Regions from separate parts of the Mus musculus genome. Here regions 2, 3, 4, 5 and 6 are each linked to region 1. A link is a contact called in public promoter capture Hi-C data. All regions are on one chromosome and are shown on one strand. Each heading gives the region's core, a stretch centred on a gene start, on an enhancer-like site or on the middle of the called end of the contact. The rest is flanking DNA. Distances are from core to core; before and after follow the strand shown. Region 1 holds the start of Ciz1 (CDKN1A interacting zinc finger protein 1). Region 2 holds the start of Coq4 (coenzyme Q4). Region 3 holds the start of Gle1 (GLE1 RNA export mediator (yeast)). Region 4 holds the start of Endog (endonuclease G). Region 5 holds the start of Kyat1 (kynurenine aminotransferase 1). Region 6 holds the start of Sh3glb2 (SH3-domain GRB2-like endophilin B2).

Evidence for each region. Promoter capture Hi-C pulls out the DNA fragments that hold promoters and counts their contacts. Capture Hi-C pulls out chosen DNA fragments and counts their contacts.
Region 2: a contact with region 1 is called in a promoter capture Hi-C map of liver, with 2.9 times the contacts expected there. The contact joins the promoter of Coq4 here to the promoter of Ciz1 in region 1. A contact is called at or near these places in 3 of 39 promoter capture datasets (liver and pre-B cells) and 1 of 9 other capture datasets (liver).
Region 3: a promoter capture Hi-C map of liver shows a contact between it and region 1, with 7 times the contacts expected there. The contact joins the promoter of Gle1 here to the promoter of Ciz1 in region 1.
Region 4: a contact with region 1 is called in a promoter capture Hi-C map of pre-B cells, with 8 times the contacts expected there. The contact joins the promoter of Endog here to the promoter of Ciz1 in region 1. A contact is called at or near these places in 3 of 39 promoter capture datasets (cranial neural crest, liver and pre-B cells) and 1 of 9 other capture datasets (liver).
Region 5: a contact with region 1 is called in a promoter capture Hi-C map of liver, with 4 times the contacts expected there. The contact joins the promoter of Kyat1 here to the promoter of Ciz1 in region 1. A contact is called at or near these places in 3 of 39 promoter capture datasets (the C10 cell line and liver).
Region 6: a promoter capture Hi-C map of liver shows a contact between it and region 1, with 8 times the contacts expected there. The contact joins the promoter of Sh3glb2 here to the promoter of Ciz1 in region 1. A contact is called at or near these places in 5 of 39 promoter capture datasets (the C10 cell line, cranial neural crest, hippocampal neurons and 2 more).

Annotation. Positions count from the first base shown.
Region 1 is chr2:32,361,175-32,365,293 of GRCm38.p6, reverse strand. Ciz1 (CDKN1A interacting zinc finger protein 1) reads right to left here and starts at 2,096. Exons shown (of 17, transcript NM_028412.2): 1 at 1,996-2,096; 2 at 1,315-1,489; 3 at 960-1,075. The coding sequence starts at 1,484.
Region 2 is chr2:29,785,186-29,789,304 of GRCm38.p6, reverse strand. Coq4 (coenzyme Q4) reads right to left here and starts at 1,812. Exons shown (of 7, transcript NM_178693.5): 1 at 948-1,812; 2 at 737-868. The coding sequence starts at 1,020. Trub2 (TruB pseudouridine (psi) synthase family member 2) reads left to right here and starts at 1,634. Exons shown (of 8, transcript NM_145520.5): 1 at 1,634-1,802; 2 at 2,698-2,829. The coding sequence starts at 1,694.
Region 3 is chr2:29,933,536-29,937,654 of GRCm38.p6, reverse strand. It overlaps Gle1 (GLE1 RNA export mediator (yeast)), which reads right to left and starts at 2,246. Exons shown (of 16, transcript NM_028923.3): 1 at 2,057-2,246; 2 at 1,418-1,645. The coding sequence starts at 2,155.
Region 4 is chr2:30,169,491-30,173,609 of GRCm38.p6, reverse strand. It overlaps Endog (endonuclease G), which reads right to left and starts at 2,086. Exons shown (of 3, transcript NM_007931.1): 1 at 1,544-2,086; 2 at 659-768. The coding sequence starts at 2,035. It overlaps Gm31080 (a long non-coding RNA gene), which reads right to left. Exons shown (of 4, transcript XR_866091.1): 4 at 3,275-3,313. Spout1 (SPOUT domain containing methyltransferase 1) reads left to right here. Exons shown (of 12, transcript NM_172660.4): 12 at 1-163.
Region 5 is chr2:30,203,812-30,207,930 of GRCm38.p6, reverse strand. It overlaps Kyat1 (kynurenine aminotransferase 1), which reads left to right and starts at 2,084. Exons shown (of 13, transcript NM_001356474.1): 1 at 2,084-2,298. Gm31201 (a long non-coding RNA gene) reads right to left here and starts at 2,082. Exons shown (of 2, transcript XR_374214.4): 1 at 1,940-2,082; 2 at 1-81.
Region 6 is chr2:30,357,541-30,361,659 of GRCm38.p6, reverse strand. It overlaps Sh3glb2 (SH3-domain GRB2-like endophilin B2), which reads left to right and starts at 2,344. Exons shown (of 12, transcript NM_001289709.1): 1 at 2,344-2,517. The coding sequence starts at 2,455.

The DNA.
Region 1 (4,119 bases), core at 847-3,346:
TGTCTCAAACAAACAAACAAAAACTGTAGCACTGCAAAAAAAGAAAAGAAAAGAAAAACAAGACGTGGACTCTTTTTGGTATTAATCATATAACCACACTCAACTCCCAAGCTTCTTCCTAGAAAAAAAAATGGAAAGAACTATAATGACGGGGTGCTGACTTTCTCCCAGAAATGAGGGAATGTCTTCCTACCGCTTGGATTTGTTTGTTTGTTTTCAATGATTTTATGTTTTAGGATTTATCTTAAATTTTCATTCACGTGTTGTATTGGAGCTGCCCTTGGAGGCCAGATAAGGACGGTGGATCCCCTGGAGCTGGAGTCACAGGCATCAGGAGTTGCCCTGTGTGGGTGATGGACCCTAACTCAGGCCCTCTGCAGAGCAGCAAGAACTCCTGCCCTCTGACCCATGACCTCTGACCCATCTCTCCGGCCCCCGTGGGTTTTTACTGTTGCTGTTGTTGTTTTTCTATTTTAATACATTATTTTCACTATGACAAGCATAACTTTTAAAATGGGAAAAGAAAAGGTGGTGTACATATGTGCATATTGTGACCTGCTGTGGGATTTTTTTCTCTCTCGAATCATCCACGCATCTTTTGAAAGTCACCCCGAAAGGCTGTCCACGCTGGGGTCCTGGTAGGGATACCAAGTGATGGCTGTCTAATTAGCTTCTACCTGTGTTGTGACTATGGGCACATGGTCCCTCTTCTGGGCCTCAGGTTGCTATCCTCATTTGTAGAGGGGGGTTACGGGTGTGCCTCCCCTTAGGTTTATCAGCAGAGGCAGGAACGGCCAGCACCGTAGCCCGGTAACCCTGTACTTAGCAGAGTAGCCTGTGGACTTCATCTCCTGGGAGCCTGGTATCTTCATCTATAAGGATGCTGTTAGGGCCGCTGTGAGTGTTGGTAAGAATGAATGGGTTAGGAAGAAGCTGAGGGCCACGGGGAACTGCCATACCTTGCAACTGCTGTAGGAGCAAAGCTCTTTGCAGCATGGGGCCATTGAGCAGGGAGGTCGAGTGGAGGCCCTGGAGACTCAGAAGCTGTTGCGGGGATGACTGCTGGGGGAGGCCCCTGTGTGATGGGAGTAGGGTGTCAGAGGGGTCCTGGGAAAGCCATCTACCCGGAGGTCTCTCACCTCCATTCTCTCCATCTCAATGGCAGATGGAGGATCCCCTCCAAGGTAGAAACTGATGACATTTAATACTCAAACAAGGATGCCCCTGGGGAAAAAATAACTACTGGGAGCCAGGCTCCAAAATGTGGGTCTGAGCCGTCAGACCTCAGACTGCTCCTGGAAGTGGAAAACTCACCGGCTGACAGGAATGGACAAGGAGGCCTGTGGTGGGGACTGTTGCAGCAGCTGTTGGAGCTGCAGTATCTGCTGTTGCTGCTGCTGGAGCTGCTGCTGCTGGAGCTGCTGCTGCAACTGTTGCTGCTGCTGCTGCAACTGTTGCTGCTGCTGGAGTTGCGGGTTGAACATGGTGGCTGAAGGGGGTATGGTGGGTAGGGTCAGATCACCACTTTGGGATGATCCAGCTTCTCTCCCCTCCCAAAACACCCACCCCAGCATAACGCCTGCTAAGCTTCACCGCTACACAGTCCCACCCACGCCAAGAGCACGCTGCATTTATACCCGGGGCTTCGGGGCTTCCAGTTCTTCCGGTCAGCTGCCAGAACAGGATACACACACAGACACGCCTTCAGTTCTTTATCTTCCCTCCCATCTCTTCAACTCTGGCGGTCCAACCTTCTAATCGGAGCACACCTTTCCACTCCCATCTCCTGCCTGTCAGTCACTCTACACTTCCTGGTGCTTCCCGTGCACACTTCCCTGTTTTGGATTCCGCTGTCCTCTCCCTAAATTGTGTCACTTAAATCCATGAACCCTGGATGGGAAACGCTTCCGTCCGCCGCAGCACACCCCCACCCCGCTCCGTTGTCCCTCATCCCTCCACTCCCTTCCCTCGCAGATATAGCCAACGCCACTTAACTAATCCTGTGGCCTCGCCTGTCCACAAAGCCCGTAGGCTCTCTGCAAGTAGCCGCTATCCCTGCGGTCCACCCTTCCCGGGGTGCCCAACCCTCCTCCACTGTCGCTTCCGGGGCGGGCACCACACTGGCTCCCCCTCACCTCCCGGCAATCCACGAAAACCGAAACCGTGAAAGCCACGAGCTGACTCGTAAGGCGGGCTCCGGAGCTCCCGGGCTGCTCGGGACGGTGACCGGACCGGGACACTCCGAAGGCCCAGCGGCTGGCCACTCCCGCGCAGAGCGCCCTCTGGAGGTGCGGAGGCCTCAGCGCGGACGCCGCGGCGGGCGAACAAGCCTCGCGCGCAGGTCACGTCGCGGGGACCGCGACCAATCTGCAATCGCTAGAGCCGCGGTGGCTCCCAGGTGCTATGAGGCGCCGGGCAGCGTAGGCTCCTGTCCCCAGATCCCAGCATCGGGAAGGGGCGATTCTGAGTTCCCACGGCCGTCTGTTTATCTGGCAGGGGCAAAGGGGACCGACAGTCGGTCAGATCCCAACTGACCTCCCCAATGCCACCACTGTCCCCAGATCCCGAGCCCGCGTGGGGCTGGGACAAGAGCAAGCGGGCGCGCGTATGTGTGGTGAATTCAGCTTTAAAAAAATAGTTTTGTTTTTTACATTTTTTTAAAAAAGATTTAGTTTATGTGTATGAGTGTTTTGAACGTATGTGTATCTGTATATCGTGTATATCTTGTACATCCTGGAACTAGAGTTAGAAACATTTGTGAATTGTCTTGTGAGTGCTAGGAATCGAACCCAGCTCCTCTGCAAGAACAAGTGCTCTTAACCACTGAGCTATCTCTCCTCATCCCCGTTTTTTGTTTTTTTGTTTTTGTTTTTTTTTGTTTTTTGTTTTTTTTTGGTTTTTTTTTTTTTTGGTTTTTTTTTTTTTTTTTTTGGTTTTTGGTTTTTTGAGGCAGGGTTTCTCTGTATAGCCCTGGCTGTCCTGGCACTCACTTTGTAGACCAGGCTGGCCTCGAACTCAGAAATCCGTCTGCCTCTGCCTCCCGAGTGCTGGGATTAAAGGCGTGCGCCACCACGCCCGCCTCTCACCCCCGTCTTTTAAATATGTATTCTTATTTCAGGTGTATGAATGTTTTGCCTGCATGTATGTGTGTGTACTTTGTATGTGCCTAGTGCTTGCAGAGGTCTAAAGAGGGCATCTGATCCCCTAGGAAGAAGTTTGTGGATGGTTGTGAGCCACCTGTGGGAGTGCTGGGAGCTGAACCTGGGTCCTTTGGAAGAAGAACAAACGTTAACCACTTAACAAGTTCCCAAGCCTCTGATTTCCTTTTCCGTTTCATTGTGTTGTGTAGCAATGGCTACATATGGAAACTCACTATAGACCAGACTGGCCTCGAATTCACAGAAACCCGCTGGCTTCTGCCACCACGTCTGACACAGTTACTTTCTTTAATGGCTCTTACCTGCCCCTAAAAAGGTCCTGCCACTGCGGACACCCCTTAGCCCCACTGGTCTTGGCAATTCTTTTATCTTGTTCATCCCCCCACTTCGCGCCCAGTGTAGACTGAGAGGACTGGCCGCTCGGCGGCGCTAGGGACCGCAGAGGACAGATCACTACTGCGCAGTCAGGTGACTGCGCTAACCTGAGGCTCGGGACTCGCCCGGGGGTAATGGGCTCAGGAGGCGAGAGTTCTCGCTCCACTGGGACCTCTTTCGCAGTTGTTGGCGTTAATAGCACTAAAGTGGCTCATCCTGGCCAGAGCGAGCTGGGATGGCCGCGGCTGGGGGTCTGCGGCTGGGGTCTGCGTGTTTAGGAAGCTTGAATGGCGTAATCATCCTTGAAGGATAGGCGTATCTAAGTGACAGGAGTAAATTCATCGGTCGGAAAACTTCCGTGAACCCAGCACATGGGGAGGCAGAAGCAGGGGGGTCGCTAGCCAGCAATAATAATAATAAATAATTAGTAATAATAGTTGTTGTTATTTTAAAGTTAAAAAAAACAAAACAAAACACAAACAAACCGCACTCTAGCTTGGCTGGGCATAGTGGCCCCAGCCTATAACCTTAATGCTTGAGAGGCAGAGGCGGACTAGTAAGACACTGCGGCAAATAAATAAATAAA
Region 2 (4,119 bases), core at 563-3,062, 2.6 Mb after region 1:
GTCATCCTTGGCTATCTATGGAGTTAGGGGACAGCCCAGTCTATAAGAGACCTTGCCTCAACAAAACAATTTTTAAAAAATGGCGCTAGAGTTGAGTGCAGGTACAGTCACCAGATCCTATATAAACCATGCCACATGTCTCTTCTTTTACTTCCTCCCATCTTTTCTTTCTTTGAGCAAAGACTGGGTATGTATGGAAAAAGAAGCTGATCTTGCCAGGCAGTGGTGGCGCATGCCTTTAATCCCAGCACTTGGGAGGCAGAGGCAGGCGGATTTCTGAGTTCGAGGTCAGCCTGGTTTACAGAATGAGTTCCAGGACAGCCAGGGCTACACAGAGAAACCCTGTCTTGAAAAAACCAAAGCCAAACAAACAAAAAGAAGCTGATCTTGAACTGTTTCAGCAAAGAAAATCCTGAAGATCATGGCCCTTACCAAGTTTACTTACTACCCAGTGAGAATGCTGTAATTTGGTGTGTACCTGGTCATTCAGCCCAGAGATTAATATGCTAGGGTGACACTCTTCCAAGAATTACAAAAAGGCAGACTTGTAGACTTCACGTTTCTTTCTTCCTCTCCTCCCTGTGCCCAGAAGACCCAAAACAGTTCTAGCTAGAATCAGGCACCTGATTATCATAAACGATCCTGGGAAATATGATAGGCGCAGCCAGGTTTGGATGCCCACAAACCAAGTCTTCACCGGTCCCAGCTTTCGAGACCGAAGAGTAAACCGTCTTACCGTGGCGATAGGGGTTGTAGAGAGCCATTCCCGCCGCGCCCGCAGCCAGCAGCATCTTTTGCAGCGGGGTGGTTGGGATGTGGTCCGGGTACAGCAGGCGGGCGCCATGGCTCCCGGCCCTGAGGGGTACATCTGCGAGCAGAAAAGAGGTAAAGGTGAGAGGAGTCCGGTCCCTCTGGTCGCCGCGGACACTGGAATCAGAGCTGCTCACCTACAGCTGGCCGCGTACGGGGCCGAAGACTGCGGTGGAGGCGCAGGGAGCGAAGCAGCAGCAGGGTCGCCATGGCAGCGGACGTCCGCGTGGTTAGGCGGGGCTCCGCAGGTACTACGGAGGCCCGAGAAGTCAAAAGACTCCTGGGACACTGCACTCACTGTGGCTTTTTGATCGGAGATGTTGTAATATGGACAGGAGCATGAGAAGGAAAGCCACAAGATCTGTTTGCCACTGAAGTAAAACAACTGCTGTGAGCCAGGCGTTATTTATAACGTAGGCCTGTCAACCCAGCATTTGAAACCTGGAGGCCGTAGGATCAGTTCGAGATCCTTCTTGGCTATTTCTTAAGTACGAAGGCAGTACTAGAGACCTTGTCTCAAAAACCAAGCCTGATGTGAATTACTCGTCACTCCAGATCTTGGAAAAGTGGAGACAGAAAAGTAATGAATTCTCGGCAACTTAGCAAGTTTGAGGGCAGCCTGGGATATATGAGAAACAAACAAACAAAAAACTCCTGAAAAGAATTCAAAAATAACATAACCGAGAATTCGGTTGCTCGATATCCGGCCCTATTTTCTTCTCCATCTCTTATTTCCCCCCCGGAGGGCAATAAGAAAAGAACCTCTTCCTGCCAAGGAAACAAGGCGGCTACCTACAGTAGGGACCACATTTGGGAAAGGACCACGCAGCACTTCCGCCCGCATCCCCGCTTCTGGATGATGTTGAACCGCTGAGTTCCAGCCATGGGTTCTTCTGGCCTAGCTCGGCTGCAGGGGCTCTTCGCTGTCTATAAACCTCCGGGGCTGAAGTGGCTGCACTTGCGTGAGACCGTGGAGTTGCAACTGCTTAAAGGTGAGAACTCCGACGCGGACCCACGGTTTTGCTTTAGTTCTTTCTGATGTGGAGTGAGGTCACGTGGTTCGTTTGCCGGGTTGTAGCTGTTTCTTGTTTGTTTGTTTTTTTTCTCTTGTACACATTTCGTTACTACCCACTCTCCGCTATTTTCCTTTAGAGAAATTCATTCTATAGTGTTGGGTTTTTTTTCGCGGTTTCTGTTACAGAGTTAGAATTTGAACTTTTTTTTTTTTTTTTTTTTTTTTTGCCTTTTGAGACAGGGTCTTTTCTAATTAATCCGACCTTGAAATCAGTGAGGCACTGAGAATTCTGACTCTCCTGACTCCACCTGCCAGATGCTGGGATCACAAGCGTGACCACCACCCCGACCCTCAAACACCAATTTTTTTCTTTGCCTTTTTTTCCTTTCTTTTATTTTCTTAAAAACTGTCATGTAGCCTCAAATTTGCTATGTAAGATGAAGATAACCTTGAACTTTTGACTGTCCTGCCTTCACTACCCAAGGTCTTAGACTACATCTGTGTAGTACCACCTCCCATTAGGGTGCTGGGGATGGAACCCGGGGCGTCTTGCGTATTGTGCAAACACTCCATGAATTGAGCTACACTTCCAACCTAGGATTTTTGTTTTGTTTGTTTGTTCTTCACTTTTTAGAGAATGGTTTCTCTGTATACCCCTGGCTGCCCTGGAAATAACTCTGTAGATCAGTCAGGCCTTGAATTCAGAGATAGGCCCGCCTCTTGCCTCCCCAGTGCTGGAATTAATGATACCTGGCTTCTGAAGGAGTCATAGTACGTTTTCTACGATACACAAATCCATCTTCTATGCTACCATCTCTCTACCCCTTCTCTTGCGGGTTGGAAAAGTACTGACTGTGTTCTTTTGTGCTTAGGTCTCAATGCCCAGCAGCCTCCTGCTCCTGATCAGCGTGTTCGCTTCTTGCTAGGCCCTGTGGAAGGCAGTGAAGAGAAGAAGTTGACTCTCAGAGCCACCAATGTACCCTCCCTCACCACCCACAGACTTGGTAAGGCAGAGTCAGACAGGACCCTGGCCGTGATGTTAGAGGAAATCCCTGGCCTGAGTTAGATTTCTAGCCCAGGGTTTGGCAAACTTCCCTAGAGAGGGAAGATTTTAAACAGCTTCTGCCTACAGCCTTGTGTTTTCCTTGGCTCTGCTCCTCTTTGCTATTGTAATGCAAAGCATCTCTAGACTGTAGGAAAGGAGAGAACCTTCTTGTATTTTAGTCAAGACTGGAGTGCAGCCACATGGTTGTGGTGCACGCCTTTAATCCCAGCTCTTGGGAGGCAGAGGCAGGCGGATTTCTGAGTTTGAGGCCAGTCTGGTCTACAAAGTGAGTTCCAGGACAGCCAGGGCTATACAGAGAAACCCTGTCTCGAAGGAAAAAAAAAAAAAAAAGGCTGGAGTACAAAACAGCTATTTTGAGAGCAGTTATAAACACCGGTGTCCAGCAGCCTTTGTCTTCTATGGGAGACTGAAAGGATCATTTAAATTTAGGAGTCCCTGGCCAACCTGGGCAACACAGTGAGACCCAGTCTCAAAACAAAGTAGACTTGATGATTTGACTTGTGAACTACACTTTGCTGACTCTTAGCTATTCTAGGACTCTCTAGGGAAGCTGAGAACTTCTGGTAGACCTGTGTTATTAATACCTGCTCTGTATTAGACATCATGTTATCTTTGTCCTCACCCCAGTTCTGTGAGGTAGGTCCCTTATTAAAAAAAAACAAAAACAAAAACGTATTATTTGTATGTATGTGTGCACACCAAGGCCTGGGTGTGAAAGTCGGAGGGCATCTTTTGGGAATCACTTCTCTCAGGCCACCATGGGTCCCAGGATCAAACTGAAGTCATCAGGCGTGGCAGCCTTTACCCACTGAGCCACCTCGCCAGCTCTTGTTTTTGTGTTTTGAGACACAGCCTCCTGTAGTCCAGGCTGGTCTTGAACTCACTGTATAGTTAAATATGACCTTGAAGTCTGGATTCTGATCCTTTTGCTTCTGCCTCCCAAGTGCTGGGGCACATTAAGCTGTAGTCAGTCTTTTAGTGGTCAAGACACTGAGTCTGGGGCCATAGGTCAGTATTGTAGACAGACAGACCTAGGTCCCACCTTAGGGAGCTCACTGATTCAGGAGGAGAATGGCCAGGTTTTCTATCAGCACACGATGTGCAGAGAAGCCCAGAATCTTGATCCCCAGTGTGATGCCTGATCTCAAAGCCTCAAATGGGGCGAATAGTGATAGGCAGAGGAAGAAGAGTCTTGCGTTGCCCTTTCTCTGGGCCCAGGGAACTAGGG
Region 3 (4,119 bases), core at 997-3,496, 2.4 Mb after region 1:
AGTTCCAGGACAGCCTGGTCTACAAAGTGATTTCCAGGACAACCAGGGCTATACAGAGAAACCCTGTCTCGAAAAACCCAAAACAAACAAAAAACCCCAAGAATGGAGTTGTACGAGAATTCTAAGTACTTGTGAGAAAACTCCAAGAAAACAAGAGTCTTGTGACCTCAGTTTCAACACACAGATGTGTTCTCAGAATATGCACTGCCCCCTCCTACCTGTAGCAGATAGGAATGGGTTTAATTCAGATTATTCATTACAACTGGCTAATATTCATTTAAATTCATCTAAGGAAAAAGGAAAAACGTTTTCCCACTGGTGGCTTGTCCTTGTGACTGAATACAGTACCCAGGTGACTTTTCCCTCAGAGTATAAGTTATCTGAATCTCTGAGTAAAGTTAGTTATCATATGAGACATCAGTCTTCCTCGTTTTTTACGCCCTGCTCTCCCAGGTTCATGCTGCCAATGAGAACAGTCAACAGGGAACGCTGTGTATTATGACATCAACTTTGCTATGTTGTTCCTCTCTCTCTCTCTCTCTCTCCCCATTCCTGGCCCTAACTCATTTACATTCCATCTTCCCCAAAAGGCTAAGAAGCACAAAACTTTCGTTTCTTTGTTTGTTTGTTTGTTTTAAAGACAGAGTTTCATTATGTAGCCCTGGCTGGCCTAGAAGTTGCTCTGTAGACCAGGATGGTCTTGAATTCACAGGACCCCACCTGCCTCTGCCTTCCAAGTGCTGCACTTAAAGGTGTGCACCACCACACCTGGTGTTACACTGCTTCTCTTTAATAAACTGGTGTTTCTTCTGTGCTGGGGAGATAGATTAATGGGTAAAGTACAAGCAGGGAAGGCCTAAGGTTTGACTCTAATGATCCTTATAAAAATGGCATGGTGGCATGCACTTAAGAGTTCCAGCACTAGGGCTGGTGAGATGGCTCAGTGGGTAAGAGCACCCGACTGCTCTTCCGAAGGTCAGGAGTTCAAATCCCAGCAACCACATGGTGGCTCACAACCATCCATAATGAGATCTGACTCCCTCTTCTGGAGTGTCTGAGGACAGCTACAGTGTACTTACATATAATAAATAAATAAATCTTAAAAAAAAAAAAAAAAAGAGTTCCAGCACTAGAGAAGAAGAGACAGGATGATTTCTGGGACTACTGGCCAGTTAATCCTAATTGATGAGCTCCAGGCCAATGAGGGACACTTGCCTCACAACCCAAGATGAGGCCTCTGAGACTCAAGACCTAAAGTTGATTTCTGGCCTCCACACACATGCGCATACACGCATACCAACAGTGGATGATACGATGATATGGGAAACAAATCGTCTCCCCCAAGTCACTGTCATGTGACTAAACATTTCAACCTTGCAGCCAACAAGTCTTTTGTCTTAAGCAAATTAAGCCTTACCTGGGTTCCATTTGGTGATGAGGGTGACGGGGATTGTGGGCTACTTCTGACAGGAGATTTTAGTAGTGAGGATTGGTACAAGCCAGATGCAGATCCAGAGGATGGTGAATTATCAGAAGAAGGAGCACTCTCTTGCGTGTGGCCTGAGGTGTTGGGTAGGATGTGATCTACCACCCATCCAGAGTAAGAAGACAGTTTGGGAAGAGACATGCATTCTTCCAAAACATCCTAAAGAGAAGAAGGTTAAGCCTATTTATTTGTTTTTGTTCTTCTTGTTGTTGTTTTCTCTTTTTGGTTTTTCGAGGCAGGGTTTCTCTGGGCATCCCTGGCTGTCCTGGAACTCACTCTGTAGACCAGGCTGGTCTCGAACTCAGAAATCTGCCTGCCTCTGCCTCCCAAGTGCTGGGATTAAAGGCGTGCGCCACTATGCCCGGCACGGTTAACCCTATTTGTATGTCCATTGGTAAGTATAAGACATTATTACATGTGATGCTTAACAGCTGAAGGCCCAAGCAAATAAGTTAATACAGAAGATAAAAAAAAAAAGGATCGCAGCCCGTCCCGTCCCGTTCCCACTCCCGGTCCTCCACCGCGGTCACTAGGGAGCCTGCTAAACGCGGGCCGCGGGCCGCCGCTCACCTCGTAGCGCAGCAGCCACTCGCGGTCGTAGCGCAGGCGGCCTTTGCTGGTGTTGCGGAGCGCCCTCAGAGTTTCCCAGCAGCGACCATCGGACGGCATGGCATGTCACCAGCTGACACGACTGACAACAAACCCTCGAATCCGCCGCCGAGGTGGCGCCGCCTTCCGCTTCCGGGGTGTCCGCCCCACATCCGGCGCAGCCTCTCCGTAACGGTCGCAGAACCTGTCCGTCAGCAGCGCCCCGCCCACTAGTGAGCGCCGCCCCCTGGCCAGAGCAAGAATGCGGGATTGAGGCTAAACTAGCGAGCCTACGTGGATCTGAATCTCAATGTAATTTCTCGCAGTCACAATTGCCAGGGTGATGCTCTGCGGTTTTTGACCCATCTACTGCTCATGAGTCCGTGACAGCGGTTTGAGGTGGATAAGAACCTCAAGAGAACAAGCAGTATTTTTTCTGTTCGGGCGTTAACAGTCCTTACTGTCCTTGTGGTGGAGCCTGGTTCATTTTCCAACACCCCATGATAGCTCACAACAGAAACTCCAACTCAGACGGTTCCATTGCCCTCTTTGTGGACTTTTACTCTACGCACGCACATCATACATACATACATACATACATACATACATACATACATACATACTTTTTTTACTAAAAAAAAAATCTTTGGACTTCTAATAAAATATTTTACAAACGTTAATACAAGAGTCCCCCAAGAATGATCTGGGTGAAGCGTTACATAACTTAAATCCCAGCACTCAGGAGGCAGAGGCAAGCAGATCTCTTGAGTTCCAGGCCAGCCTGGTCTACAGAGTAAGTTCCAGGACAGCCAGGAAAAGGCCTAGCTAGGAAAAAAACTTCCCAGGAATGGACCCCAATCCAAACAGTTCTACAGCTCAACACTGTGGTGCACAGCTTACACTAGTTCAGAAAATAGAATCGAAATTACATACCCACACATGCATGTGGTGGTCTACATTTGACAACTTTTTTTTTTTTTTATTGAGAAATTGTGTAGGAGCCAAGGCATGGTGGTGCATGCCTTCAGTCTTGGCACATGAGAGGCAGAGGCAGGGGATCTGAGTTGAAGACAAGGCTGGTCTACATGAGTTCTGAGCCACCCAGAGCTATATGGTAGGACCCTGGCTCTCAGGAAAAGGTATATTTATTTTCAACATGTATGAAAATGTGCATGTGATTACCGTAGGTGCCTTCTAAGACCAGAGGAATCGAATGTCAAAGGAGCTGGACTGTTGCTGGTGGATGTGACCACAAATGTGGTCAGCACCTTAGCTGCATTTCTCCAGCCCACCTTGATAAAGTCAAGGTTCTTTCCTCTGTGTCCTGGATGGATGCTTCCCCTCGCACAACCAGTAGTTAACCAGTGAACTCTCTCCAGCGCCAATCTCTGGAATTTTGGACTTGGGTGAGAGTGGCTGAGATGCTATAGTTACCTGAATGAGAATGGCCGCCATAGGCTCATGATTTGACTATCTGGTCTCCAGGTGTTGAAACTGCTTGGGAAAAATTGTGTCTTTACTAGTGGAGGTGTTCGTTAGTGTAGGCTTGGGGGTTTCAAAGGACTTGTGATTCCTGGTGCTCCTCCGATGCCTCCCAGTGTGGATCCAGATGTGAACTCTGTACTATGTAGTCCACAATTACGAACTCTAACCCTCTCAAACAATAGGCCAAATTCAACTTTTTTTTTTTGTGGCCAGGATGTGGTGGTGCATACCTCACTCTGTAGACCAGGCTGGCCTCGAACTCAGAAATCCGCCTGCCTCTGCCTCCCGAGTGCTGGGATTACAGGCGTGTGCCACCATGCCCGGCTTGCCAGTTCCAGAACTGGTCCTGGGATGCAAGTGTTTTATTCTACATGGATCTTCAAAGCAGCATCTTTTGAGAGAGCTTGAGCTGATGTTGGATCTATGAAGGTGGCAGAGTACTGGAGCTTTGGCTAGGACTGAGTCTTATCTATGGAGCTGAGTCTGATGTGTCTAAAACTGCTACAGATTGAACTGGGTCCATGGCTTTTGTTGATGAAAATGGACCAGTGGTTGCTGTA
Region 4 (4,119 bases), core at 837-3,336, 2.2 Mb after region 1:
ACAAGCAAGAAGTTTGTGCTGGGCCTGGTGCCTCCTTGGGTCTGGGAACTATGTAAGGTGGGGACCAATGCTTAACCTCTGCTTTTCTGCCCAATACTGCTTCAGACAGAATGGGAGGCAATAAACGCAGCTAGAGGAATGAGCTCTCTAGACCCTGATGCTCACCTATGCTCACGTGACTGTAACCTGTCCCGTAGGCAGTACACCTAACAAGCACGAGTGGGAGGCCATGCTGGGGAACCCCAGCCCCAGCCTGGTGCTCGGGTGGCGTCACACCGCGCCACGCCAGATGGCCTGTAGTGGATGCCTGTAGCTTCTGGTTTCCGCAGCAGCCGCTGCCTCCTGCAGCCCGTGCTGCAGCCCGTGCTGCTGCTGCTGCTGCTGCTGCTGCTGCTGCTTTCTGTGCCCTCCCGAGGAGCTCAGCTCATTTGTCTGCCAGGAATCCTTAGCACGTCAGAGGCAAGGGTGACAGCCTCCCGTGCAGCCACGGGTTACAGGTGGTAAGGCAGGTCAGACGTGGGGAGCAAAGGCAGGTGTGGGGCCAGGCACCTGAGGGCACAGCAGAGTTCTAGGCCACCCAAAGGTCTCTGGCTACAGTGACACAGAAAGCCCAAGGTTGGAGAACAGGAGTCGGAGGCCCCGTCAGCTACAGGCTTACCTGGGCAGGAAAAGCGGCCCCGTGCAGACATAGACATTTTGGTAAGTTCGCGTCAAGCTGCGGCTGTACCTCTCAAGGTTGTTCCAGGCATTCTGGTTGAGGTGTGGCACCTGGTGGGAGAAGCGAGGCTCAGGAGCACACCTCGGACCTTCCATTAGGCATGCCCCAGCTCTTAATGTCAATGCCCAAACATTTGAAGGACAAGGGCTCAAAGAAGGGCTCCCTCCTTACGGCTCTGTGACTACAGTTTTTGAGCCAGTGCTAGCCACACTCCATTCCTGGCACTCCAATGCTCTAAGCTTTCCCCATCTCAAGGGAAGGAGGAAGGAGGGGACATTAGTCATTCAGAGACCCCCAAGGTCTCTTGGAACTCCCAAACCTTAGGTCAAGCTCTAAAGGCACGGGGACTGGACAGTGCTGGTGTGCACCTTTAATCCCAGCACTCAGGAGGCAGAGGCAGGCAGATCTCTTGAGTTCCTGGGCAGCCTGGAAAATCGAGCAACAAAAGGTGTGGGGTGGGATATGGTCTCCTGTCCATCTCCATCCACTGGGTGGATGTCCCAGGAACCTACTTCACAATCAAGACCCTGCTGGGAGCAGGTGCAGTGCTAACAGTGTGCCCTGGAGGCCTGACTGGCCCTAGGCCAGCAGGGTAGACTGAGGAGTCAAGCTCCCGGGTTCCCTGAGGAAGCACACTGGGTGGCTTGCTGACAGGCATTGCTGCAGCCCGTCACTACTTGGTGCACTGCTTCCCACGGGAGGCTGAAGAAGGATAAACCCCGGATTCTGCAGTGCCACTGTAAGATTCCTCCCTCCCGCCACGGTGCACGTGTAAAGTAAGATCTAGACGCTGCAGTCGGGCGGGCGACCAGGGTCCGAGACTACCTGAGGCGCTACGTTGCTCAGGTAGAAGGTGTCGTCCATGGCCCGCTGACTCCAGCGGTGGTTGGCGGCGGCGGCCAAATGGCCGCGGTCAAAGCCACTGCCGCGGTAGTCCGCATTGGTGGCGCGGTGGTACGCGTGCACAGAGTCATCCTCGCGGAAGTCGCAGGCGCTACGGTCCCCGTCGCCACGGAGCCGCTCTGGCCTCAGCTGCTCCAACACCCAGAGCGCACCGCGCGTGCGCGGGTCGTAGCTAAGCACGTAGGACTCGCGGCTCCGGAGCTGCGCCACGCCGGGCAGCCCGTACTTGGCCAGTTCCCCGGTGCCGCCCGCCGGTCCCCCCGGCAGCGCGGGAAGATCGGCCGCGACCACCGGCAACAATGGCACTCGGCCCAGCAGCCCCGGCGCTTTGCCCTCCCGCCGCCGCCAATGCTCTGCCGCGGCGCCCAGCCCCGCGCCCAGCGCTAGGGTCAGGCCGGCCCGCAGCGCGCGCATGCCTACCGGAGGACAAGGACGCTACTGATGTTAGCACAGAGTGAAGGAGCCTGTGCTGGCGTGGCCCCCGACGCCCTTCAGCTGCCCTTTTAAGACGTAGCTGGGTCCTGGTGCCGCCCTACTCGCTTGCCATTGGTCGTTCCACGTCGGGCTCCGCCTCGCCATGTACACCTCACATGGCCCTGCTTTTAAACAGGACAGAACCCCAGATCTGTCAGACCCCTCAGGTGCACCCACCCTCCTGCCACCAAACGAGCGAAGGATTTCTCTAGATTGATTAACAGAAGAATGCAGGTGTAGCTATTGATAGCCGCCTGGAACCTAAGCTTGCTATATAAGGTTAGAGAAAATAGCTATGCTAGGGTCATACTTTTCAACCCACTTAAAGGGTTTGGCCTGGGAAGTATGTTGTGTTGGCCAATGTTTCCTGTCCGTAGGTCAGGGGCTGGCTAAAGATATTTCCTACATTTCAGATGGAATAGTATTTAACTTATGAATATTTTAAGACATCAACTTCCTTACAACCTATTAAGACGGAGGAAGACCGATACATAAAAACTGAAGAAAATAGGGCTGAGAGTGTACAGTCAGAGCCACACTCATTAGCATGGGACAAAACCAATTATACATTAAAAGATAATTGGGGGATGGCTGGGGGGATGGCTGAGGGGTTAAGAGCTCTTCCAGAGGTCCTGAGTTCAGTTCCTAGCAACCACGTGATGGTTCACAACCATCTGTAATGGGATCAGATGCCCTCTTCTGGTGTGTCTGAAGACAGTGTATTCATATCCATAGAATAATTCTTTTTGTAAAAGGATTTATTTATATATTACATATACAATGTTCTGCCTGCACGATACCTGCAGTCCAGAAAAGGGCACCAGACTTCATTATGGATGGTTATGAGCCACCATGTGGTTGCTGGGAATTGAACTCAGGACCTCTGGAAGAATAGCCAGTGCTCTTAACATCTGAACCATCTCTCTAGCCTGAATAATAATTTTTTTTCTTTTAAGATACATTGGGAAATAGGGCATCTGCAGGTGTTGATGGGTAAGAAGGCAATGGAGGGAAATCATACAAATACCGTGTACATGTGTGAACATGTTATGATGAAACTTGGGCTTGTTTGCTTGGTTGGATTTTTTTAGACAGGGTTTCTCTGTGTAGTCCTGGCTGGCCTGGAACTCACTCTGTAGACCAGGCTGGCCTCGAACTCAGAGATCCGCCTCCCTCTGCCTCCTAAGTGCTGGAATTTAAGGTGTATGTCACCACAGACTGTTGAAAAAATGAAAAAAAAAAGACAAAGTTGTAGACTGGAGACATGGTGCAGCAGTTCAGAGCACATGTTGGTCTAGCAATGGACCCAGGTTCAGTTCCCAGCACCTATATGGTGGCTCACAACCATCTGTAACACCAAAGGATTTGTAGGCAAACACCTATATAGACAACATAATTTTGTTTTGTTTTGTTTTTTAAAGATTTATTTATTTATTATATGTAAGTACATTGTAGCTGTCTTCAGACACTCCAGAAGAGGGAGTCAGATCTTGTTACAGATGGTTGTGAGCCACCATGTGGTTGCTGGGATTTGAACTCTGGACCTTCGGAAGAGCAGTCGGGTGCTCTTACCCACCTGAGCCATCTCACCAGCCCCATAATTTTGTTTTTTAAAGAGCATATTCAACTCTTGCAGAGAACCCAAGTTAAGTGACAGGCAGCTCACAATGTCCTATAGCTTCAGTTCTCGGGACCCATTATATTCTGAACTGTGCAGCCTCTGCAGTTCTAAGGTGAAGGATTCAGCTCAAGTGACCAGAATTTTGCTTGCTTTCTTTTCTTTTCTTTTCTTTTTTTTTCTTTTAAAAAGATTTATTTGTTTTATATATGTGAGTACACTGTCTTCAGACACACTGAAAAAGGGCATCAGATTCCATTACAGATGGTTGTGAGCCACCATGTGGTTGCTGGGAATTTAACTCAAGGCCTCTGGAAGAGAAGTCAGTGCTCTTAACCTCTGAGCCATCTCTAAAGCCTACAACTTTGGTTTCTCTAAAAACACTGTTATAGCCGGGCGGTGGCGG
Region 5 (4,119 bases), core at 835-3,334, 2.2 Mb after region 1:
AGTGGTGAGAGAGATCCAGGCAGGAAGCAGAGGGCGTGTTTCCTGGCAGGAGACAGAGGTGCCATCCAGAGAATGTTAGCCCTGGAGGAGAGAAGGAACAAGAAAGGAGTGTCAGGGAGGACCAGGCCATACAAGGACTTCCACTTAAAATCAGTGGTACACTCTCCAGAGTAAGCAAATACTTAGTGAGACACCGCACAGGCAGCAATCTATTCGTCACTTCACCCAGAGACAAGTGTAGATCCCACTGGAGACTTGGAAGGGACAGCAAAAGCAGTCTGAGTTGGGAGTGTGGCCCAGCCACAGGGAAAGCCAAAGTACTGTCAGGAGGTCACTGGGAATGGGGTGACACTTGCTGGGACCTGAATGGGTCTAAGAGGGATCTAGAACATGTCACACCTGGGGGTGGGGTCAATTTGTGCCAGGAGGTCAATACAAGAACACAGAAGCCAACACGGGTGTCTAGCAGTAAAGCACCTAGAGCCAGAAAGGTGCAGACGCTGTCCAGGCCACCTCTGCACTGTCTCCTCAGCCGGGATCCAGACACCTGGCTGAAACTGAGCCACTACTTGTTCATGGTTAAAGAGCCAGAACTGAGGCTGCAGGCTCGCCTGCTCCTCCAGGATCCCACTTCCGGAAGTGTACCTCAGGCAACATCGTCCATGTGGGTACCTTCTCCTCTGGACTACCATGGGGCTGTCCTAACAATGCTCAACCCTCAGCTTCTATTCCTGATGTCTGTCTCCTCTCAGACTGCAGTGCTGAGGAGGCCAAGGACACATTTCCCAACATAAGTCCCAGTCCAAGGCCAACCATAAAGACAGGGCAGGTGAAAGAGCCCAGGGATGGCAAAGAGGTTAGTATATGTATCCCACCTAGGTTCCTCTGCGGTCCCCCCACAAAACCTGCAATCATTTTTGCTTCCTCCCTTGAAGCTCCTTCAAGCAGCAAGTCAAAAACCCAGCCACCTGCCCGGATTCCTGATTCACAGGGCAATCCCAGAAGCCCCCACTCTCTACAAAGGCCACTGAAGTGTAACGAAACTGCTCTGTAGCAGGTGTCCTCAGCAGACGAAAACCACTGGGGAGGTGGTGGGTCACAAACGTCTCTTGGTCTCCTGCCTTGTCCTCTACAGACCCTGGGAGACAAGAAGGTCCAGAGTCAACACCCAAAACCCAAACAAGCTATGGAACTGGGAAAGCAGGGAGTCAAGCCACCCCAGTATCTCCTCACAACACTAGCCTCCAGTCCCTGCTTCCCCTGGACTGCCACAGGGGAACCTAACCTTCACCAACTGTGTGGCCAGGTCACTTCCACTGTCCCAAGCCTCGGAACATACTCTTATCCTCCTTATCCTCCGTCCCCAGCACAAGAAGCAGACCTCCTGCCCTTCCTCCTGCGCTGTCTGCTAGTCTGTGTGCTCCAGAGAGCAGAACAGTCAGCAGGGGTTGAAGGTTTTGCTGCCACCTTTCCAAGGCAGAAGGTCTTTGAAACTTTCAGGTCCTCCATTCTTTCCTTCTCAATTTAGCTTCCAATTTCATTGTCCCCTGGCTTCCCAAGCTGTGTTCCTTCAGCCTGGACGCGTCATTGCTGACCTCCAGCTCTTCCAACCTCACCTCCCTAGATCTGTCACTCCTGCCCAATGCATACATGCGACGGGCTAAACCAATAGGAGAATCGGTCTTTTCCAGCCTGAGATTCCAAAGACCAGGGAATAGTCCCGCAGATCAGAAAGAGGGAGGGGTTCAAGGAAAGAGTTCGGCACCAAGTACTAGGGGAGCCCGGGTGGAACCTCTGGGAAGGTGCACGTGCGCGGAGGGGCGTGGATCTGCAGGGACCGCGGCGGAAACTCGGGTGAGAGGTGCGAGCGGAGGTCGGGCCCGCGTCATTGGATTCAGGGAGGTGACAGCGCGTCCCTTTCCATACTCGACCCACTCACCAAGGCCCGCTGTTCTCGGCCGCCACGCAGGCAGCCCTAGTCCTGGGTCTGGCTACCCACAGCCAGTCGCGCCGTGGGTCTTTGGCTCCTTGTTTTGTTTGTACCGCTTCTTAGGTCTCCGCCCCGGAAGTGATGTCACCGAGCGCAAATGCTTGGGGATCCTAGGCTGTCGCCCAGTCTTTAAAGGGCACACAGAGCTTCGCACTGCTTCTGACAGTTCTCTTGAGCTAAGCTGCATCTGGGCGGAAGTAGCCCATCTAGGGCTCGGCCTCTTTAAAGGAACAGACTTCTGCAACCTTGGGAATACGTTTGGGGTCGCGGGTTATTGGACAGAGCAGCGCTATTGTTTGCTGAAGCAGGTCAGTTCCTGGTTGCCGTGCGGGGTTTCATCTAGATCGTGTGTTGAAGTTAGCTAAGGTTTGCGAGTGCTGTAGCTCTTTGATCCATGTGCTCCTGTTTGTATGTGATGTGTAGCTTCTCTGAAAGAAGGATCTATCCCCTGAGAAAAACTTGCACACGCGGTCTTGGCAGCTCTACACTCAGTCACAGAACCAGTTAGACTAGTTCTCTCTGCACCCACGTCCACTCTCCCAAGGTAGTCCTGGCCAAGAAGATGCAGACTGCGCTAACGGAGAATTGCCTGCAGAGCTAGCGCCAATAGTCTCTGTGGGTCCTTCTGGGTTCTGTCGGTTCCCGGGCTGCACGGCAATTGGATTCATGTACTAATGTGGGACAACTTCCAAGATAACTTAGGTTAAAATAATAATAATAATAATAATAATAATAATAATATTTTTTAAGTTAATGGGACAGAAAGAATAGCCTTCAGTCCTACTGAAGCCTGCTATGGTCAGATGTGCAAAACCCATGTTCTACCAGGCATATCACAGACATGCCACATGACCTGCAGGAAAAATGGGGCTGAAAGAGGCTGAAAGAGAGGGTGAACGAAAGAGAACAGGGCTGTCCCGCGTAGGTGGACTCCAAGGCTTACAGTCCTCCATAGACCTGGAGTATCATCTATGAACAAATGTGACCACAATGGTAGACACCAGGTGGCCCCGCTGGTGGGTTCACCGTTTTATACACACCAGTTCTGTTTACCAATGGGTGAGGCACAGAGTTTGGAAAAGGATTCCCACAGATGTTCACTCCCCTCCCACCCGCAGGAGGGTTTGAAGACACCAGGTCTCTCCCTCTGCTTCCTGGGAGCCTTAGCACTAATTTTTGGATCTCCTGTGTAGTCGACCTAGTAGGGAGCTCAGGGTCTCACAGCCAACAGGACACTGTTTCCACCCTATGTTTCTGTGAGAGCAACAGACAACCTGGCAGTCAGTTCCTGTGCTGAAAACTTTTTTTTTTAAGATTTATTTATTATTATATCTAAGTACACTGTAGCTGTCTTCAGAAGAAGGCATCAGATTGCATTACAGATGGTTGTGAGCCACCATATGGTTGCTGGGATTTGAATTCACGACCTTTGGAAGAGCAGTCAGTGCTCTTAACCGCTGAGCCATCTCTCCAGCCCTGAAAACTTTTTTTTTTAAGATTTATTTTATTTATTTTATGTAGCTGTACAGATGGTTGTGAATCTTCTTGTGGTTGTTGGAATTGAATTTAGGACCTCTGCTCGCTCCAGCCCAAAGATTTATTTATTATTATAAAAAGTACACTGTAGCTGTCTTCAGATGCATCAGAAGGGGGCATCAGATCTCATTATGGGTGGTTGAGCCACCATGTGGTTGCTGGGATTTGAACTCAGGACCTTCGAAAGAGCAGCCAGTGCTCTTACCCGCTGAGCCATTTCACCAGCCCGTGTTGAAAACTTTTGTATAGTACAAGGAACCAGACTGGGTGAAGTTAGAGGGGGAATTCTCCAAGATTGTGACAGAGAAGTGTGTAGCATGCCTGCCCAGCCTCCCTTCAGGTCCTAAGGGGTTAGCAAAGAGCACACTGTTAGAGCAGGGCCGGCTCTCTTGGACCTGCTGTACTCATTCTACAGATGGATAAACTAAGTCAAGACAACCCATGTTCCATAGCTAGTGCAATATTGGAGCTGGGACCATTACATCTAAGGCCAAACTTCAGGGTTTTTTTTCCTTGTCATGAAATGGGGACAGGTCTTAACCAAGCTTCTCCCGTCCCAATTCATTGGGCACCGTGGGTAGTGTTGTGTCAGT
Region 6 (4,119 bases), core at 1,095-3,594, 2.0 Mb after region 1:
CTCCCTCCTCTGGAGTGTCTGAAGACAGCTACACTGTACTTCTATATAATAAAAATAAATAAATCTTTTTAAAAAAAAGATGAATCTTTGAAGCAGGAGCAAGAACAGATGGAGTCAGGCACCAAATCCTCTTCCCTGAGCCACAGGGGAAGCAGTAGAAGCAGGACGTCCTCCTGCCTTCCGGGGACTGAGCGACCGCACTCAAGGTCAGGCCATGCTCATGTCCTAGAGCAGCCCATTTTCTCCACCTGGCAGAAACACGAACTTCGACCTTGTATTAGCCAGGGTTCTCTAGAGTCACGGAACGTAAGGGTAGTCTCTATATAGTAAGTTGACAACCAGGAATAGTCATTACGAACCTCCCAACTAAGAAGGCTCATGCTTGGCTTGAGAGCCTTCTCCCTGCCTGTGAGCTCTCTGTCCTGTCCATCCTTCTCTCAGCCAGATGAGGAAGCAATAGGGCCTGTCCTTAGTTTAGTGGCCCTGCATTATCTATCACCAGGCCTTGGCAGAAGAAACAGGTAAATGTCTAGAAGCAGAGTCCCAGAGAGGATGATGAGAGGAATTGAGAGAGGGACCAGAGACAAAGTTCAAATAAAGGGAAAGTGATGGAAAGGGAAAGACAGTGGCAGGGGACAGGGGGACAAGGGACAGGCAGAGAAGACGACTGATATTAGAGCACTATCGCACAGTGGTGGGGTGACAAGGACTAATCAGATTTCCCATGTTTTAAAACGGCTAAGGATGTAGACAGGGAATGTTCTCGTGACGGGTCAAAAGTCGACAGGCGTGATAAATGAGCTTGCCTTCATTATTCCACTGAAATGGCACACACCCAGTTGTCACTCTGTGCCCTGTGCCTGCTGCATACATAATTTACAGCTAGGAAGCGACACCTGTGATTCCAACAGGAAGATGGAGAAGCCGTGCCCGTCTTCAACTGTGTATTAAGTTTGAGAGCAGCCTGGGCTGCAGGAGAGAGACCTTGCAGCAAAGACCAAACCCAAAACCAAAAAAACCCAAACCAATAAACAACAACAACAAAGCAGGCAAAAGTGCATCGGAGGTCAAGCCCACACACTGTTCTTTCACAGGACCAGAATTTGGTTCCCAGCCTCCGTGTGAGGCTTCTCAAAGCTGCCTTTAATTGCAGCTCTGCCAGATCTGACCCCCTCCTCTGGTCTCTGTAAACATGTGGTGTGTGTTCACATACACACAAATAAAAACAGAAATAAATCTGAAAAGGAGGGAGGGGCTGGAGAGATGGCTTAGCAGTCAAGGGCACTGGCTGCTCTTTCAGAGGTCCTGGGTTCTGTTCCCAGCTCTCAGATGGTGGCTCACAGCCATCTGTAATGTCAGTCCCAGGGGATCCAACACCTTCTTCCGGTGTCTGAGGGCACTACACACATAGAATCCATAGTACATGCAAGCAAAACACCCTTACACATAAACACATTTTAAAAATTAACAAACAAAATAAAAGGAGGCCGGAGAGATGGCTCAGCGAGTCATGGAGCTTGCCCCGAGTTTGATCTTCAGGACTACAGAACTCATATACAAGAAGAAGAGGGGACTCTAGAAAGTTGTTCTCTGATCTCCACATCCATGCTACAGCTTTCTGTGTCCCCTGTCTCACATGCATGTGCTCTCACACGCAAACACACACTCATAATAAAACATAAAATAACATTTAAAAGCAAAAACAGGTTTGGGAAGACAGCTCCATGGTTAAAGAACTTAACTGTACAGCCTTGAGAACCTAAATAAATTAAGTCATGTAAATTCCAGAAGCATGGGCCGCGGGCTCCCATGGCCAGTGTGATGCGAGTATCCCTGCAATGTCATGGTCACGGCGACACCCTGTGCTCATGCACACGCAAGCGAACACACAGACACAAACACAAATATACAGCCACACACAGAGGGGGAAAAAATGAAAACAGGAAAGCAAACAAAAACAAAAACGGGTAGATGTGGTGCACACTTTTAATCCCAGCAGAAGTTTCTGTGAATTGGATGCCAGCCTGGTCTACATTTGGCGTTCTAGGCCAGGAGGGGCCTGGAGAGACCCTGTTTTAAACGAATATATTCCCAACTATTTAAAAAAAAAAAACTAAAATTTGCATAATGAATTACCAAAATAATCAATAGTATAGTGTTACAGTGCATCCGCAGAGACCTCCAGGGTGCACGGAAACCGGTTTAGTAAAACGTTGATTAGAGCGAACAGCCCGCTGGTGGGGCCCGCGGCCGGCAGGGGCAGCAGCGCTCCCCAAAGCCCCGCCCCGCGCGCCTGGCCCCGCCCCGCGCTCGGCTCGGCTCGGCCGCGGACGCGCGCGCGCAGAGGGCGGGCGCAGGCAGCAGGTGGGCGGGGTGCGGCGGGGTGCGTGAGGCGGGGCGGGGGGCTGCCGGCTGCTCTGGGGCCGGCGTGGCGGCCCTGCGTACGGGCGCGCCATGGACTTCAACATGAAGAAGCTGGCGTCGGACGCGGGCATCTTCTTCACTCGGGCGGTGCAGGTGAGGCCTGGCACGACGCCGCTCATGGGGCCCGGATGTGGAGCGCGCCCCGGGCGGGCGGGCAGGCTCTCTGCAGCAGGAGCCCCTTTCCTGCAGCAGCGGCTGTGCGCTCTGGGTACAGCTAGGGCCCCTGTTCTCTTGTCCCCGAGCTGCTCAGGGGAGCTCCCAGCGAGGTCAGCTGCACCCCACTATGGCCCGGAACCCATGGGGGCCTGGGCTCCGGTGCCTGGGCGCCTGGCAGTGCCCGTTTACACTGACAAGTTTGCCCACTGCCCTGGTGCCTGCACAGCCCGGGAGGTGGATGCCCACTGGGTGGTTCAGGCCTCTCTGCACTAGTCTGCCTTCCTCCCCTCCCCCGCCCCAGGCCAGGCTGGCAGGTTGAGGGCCACACAAAAATACCCCAATCTCTTTTGCGAGCCTCAGTCTCCATACCCGTGCAATGGGCAGGTTGGTGCTAATGGTTGCATCCAGTCCCTTTCACACGCTTGGGGAGTCAGGCCGGAAGCCAGGAGTTATTTCCTTTCTGCTCTGCGGGAGGCTTGTTTCCTTTTACTTCCCAGGCCTAAAGGATGTCAGAAGGCTAGGATCTGGCAGGCTCTTTGGGTTCTGTCCAGGCCGGTAATGCTGATATTGGAACAAGTCCTAAACATTTGGTAGAAGAAAGAGAAACTGAGGCGAATTCATGTCTCAGCAAAAGGCTGGAGTCAGGATATGGATGGTAATGCTCCTCATGACCTTGGGGGACAGGAGAGCTTTACTTCAGGGCCTCTGTTTCTCGCTCTGAGAAATGGGGTGAGTGGCCCTCTTTCCTGGGTTGGCTGCAAGTGCAGTTGCTGAGGCTAAGTGCACCTGTGCATCCTGCAGTGACCTTGGACAAGCCATCTGAGCCTCACTCTGCCTTCTGTAAAGCAGGTATGAGGCTCAGCTGGGAGGCCCTGTCTGCTCCAAGGCCGGGGGTGGGGTTCCTGAGGTTTCTGTACCCCTGGTCTAACCCATCTCAGTACCCCAGGAATAAGTTCTGTATGCTGCCCTTGTTGACCTGCTAGGCGCAGCCTCCTCCTCTCCCCCTCAGAGGCCCATGTGGTCGTGTTTACTAGAAAGCACAGGTCTCCCCTGAGGCTGAGTGTCCCAGTGCGGATTGCCACTCCCTGTCCAAGCTTGGTGGGCAACCCCAGCACTAGAGAGAATACGAGGGCCTCTGAGCCTCCTCTGTCTCTTGCATGAGGGGGAAAGCCTGTCCCAGGGTTGGCATGGCAACCACACTATCTCACACATCTGGGAAGAACCTGATCTGCAGCTTTCCTGTCACTGCTGGGTCTTGCCATCTGACCTGGCCAGGCCCACAGAGAGGACTCGGAGGTAGTGGTGGCATACAGCTTCCAGGCCTCACTCTGCCTGATAGGGGCAGGCACACAGGTCACACTGGAGCTGCAGCCAGGGCCCAGGCCCAGGCTGGGGTGGAGGAGGGAGCTGGGAGTGTTATAAATAGAGACTTTCTGTGCTCCACACACCCACCCTCCTGCTGATGCCATTTTGCTGGTAACTGCCTTGGACTGTTTCAGGCACCATCCCCTTCCCCTTTGAAGACAAGGCACTAGGTAG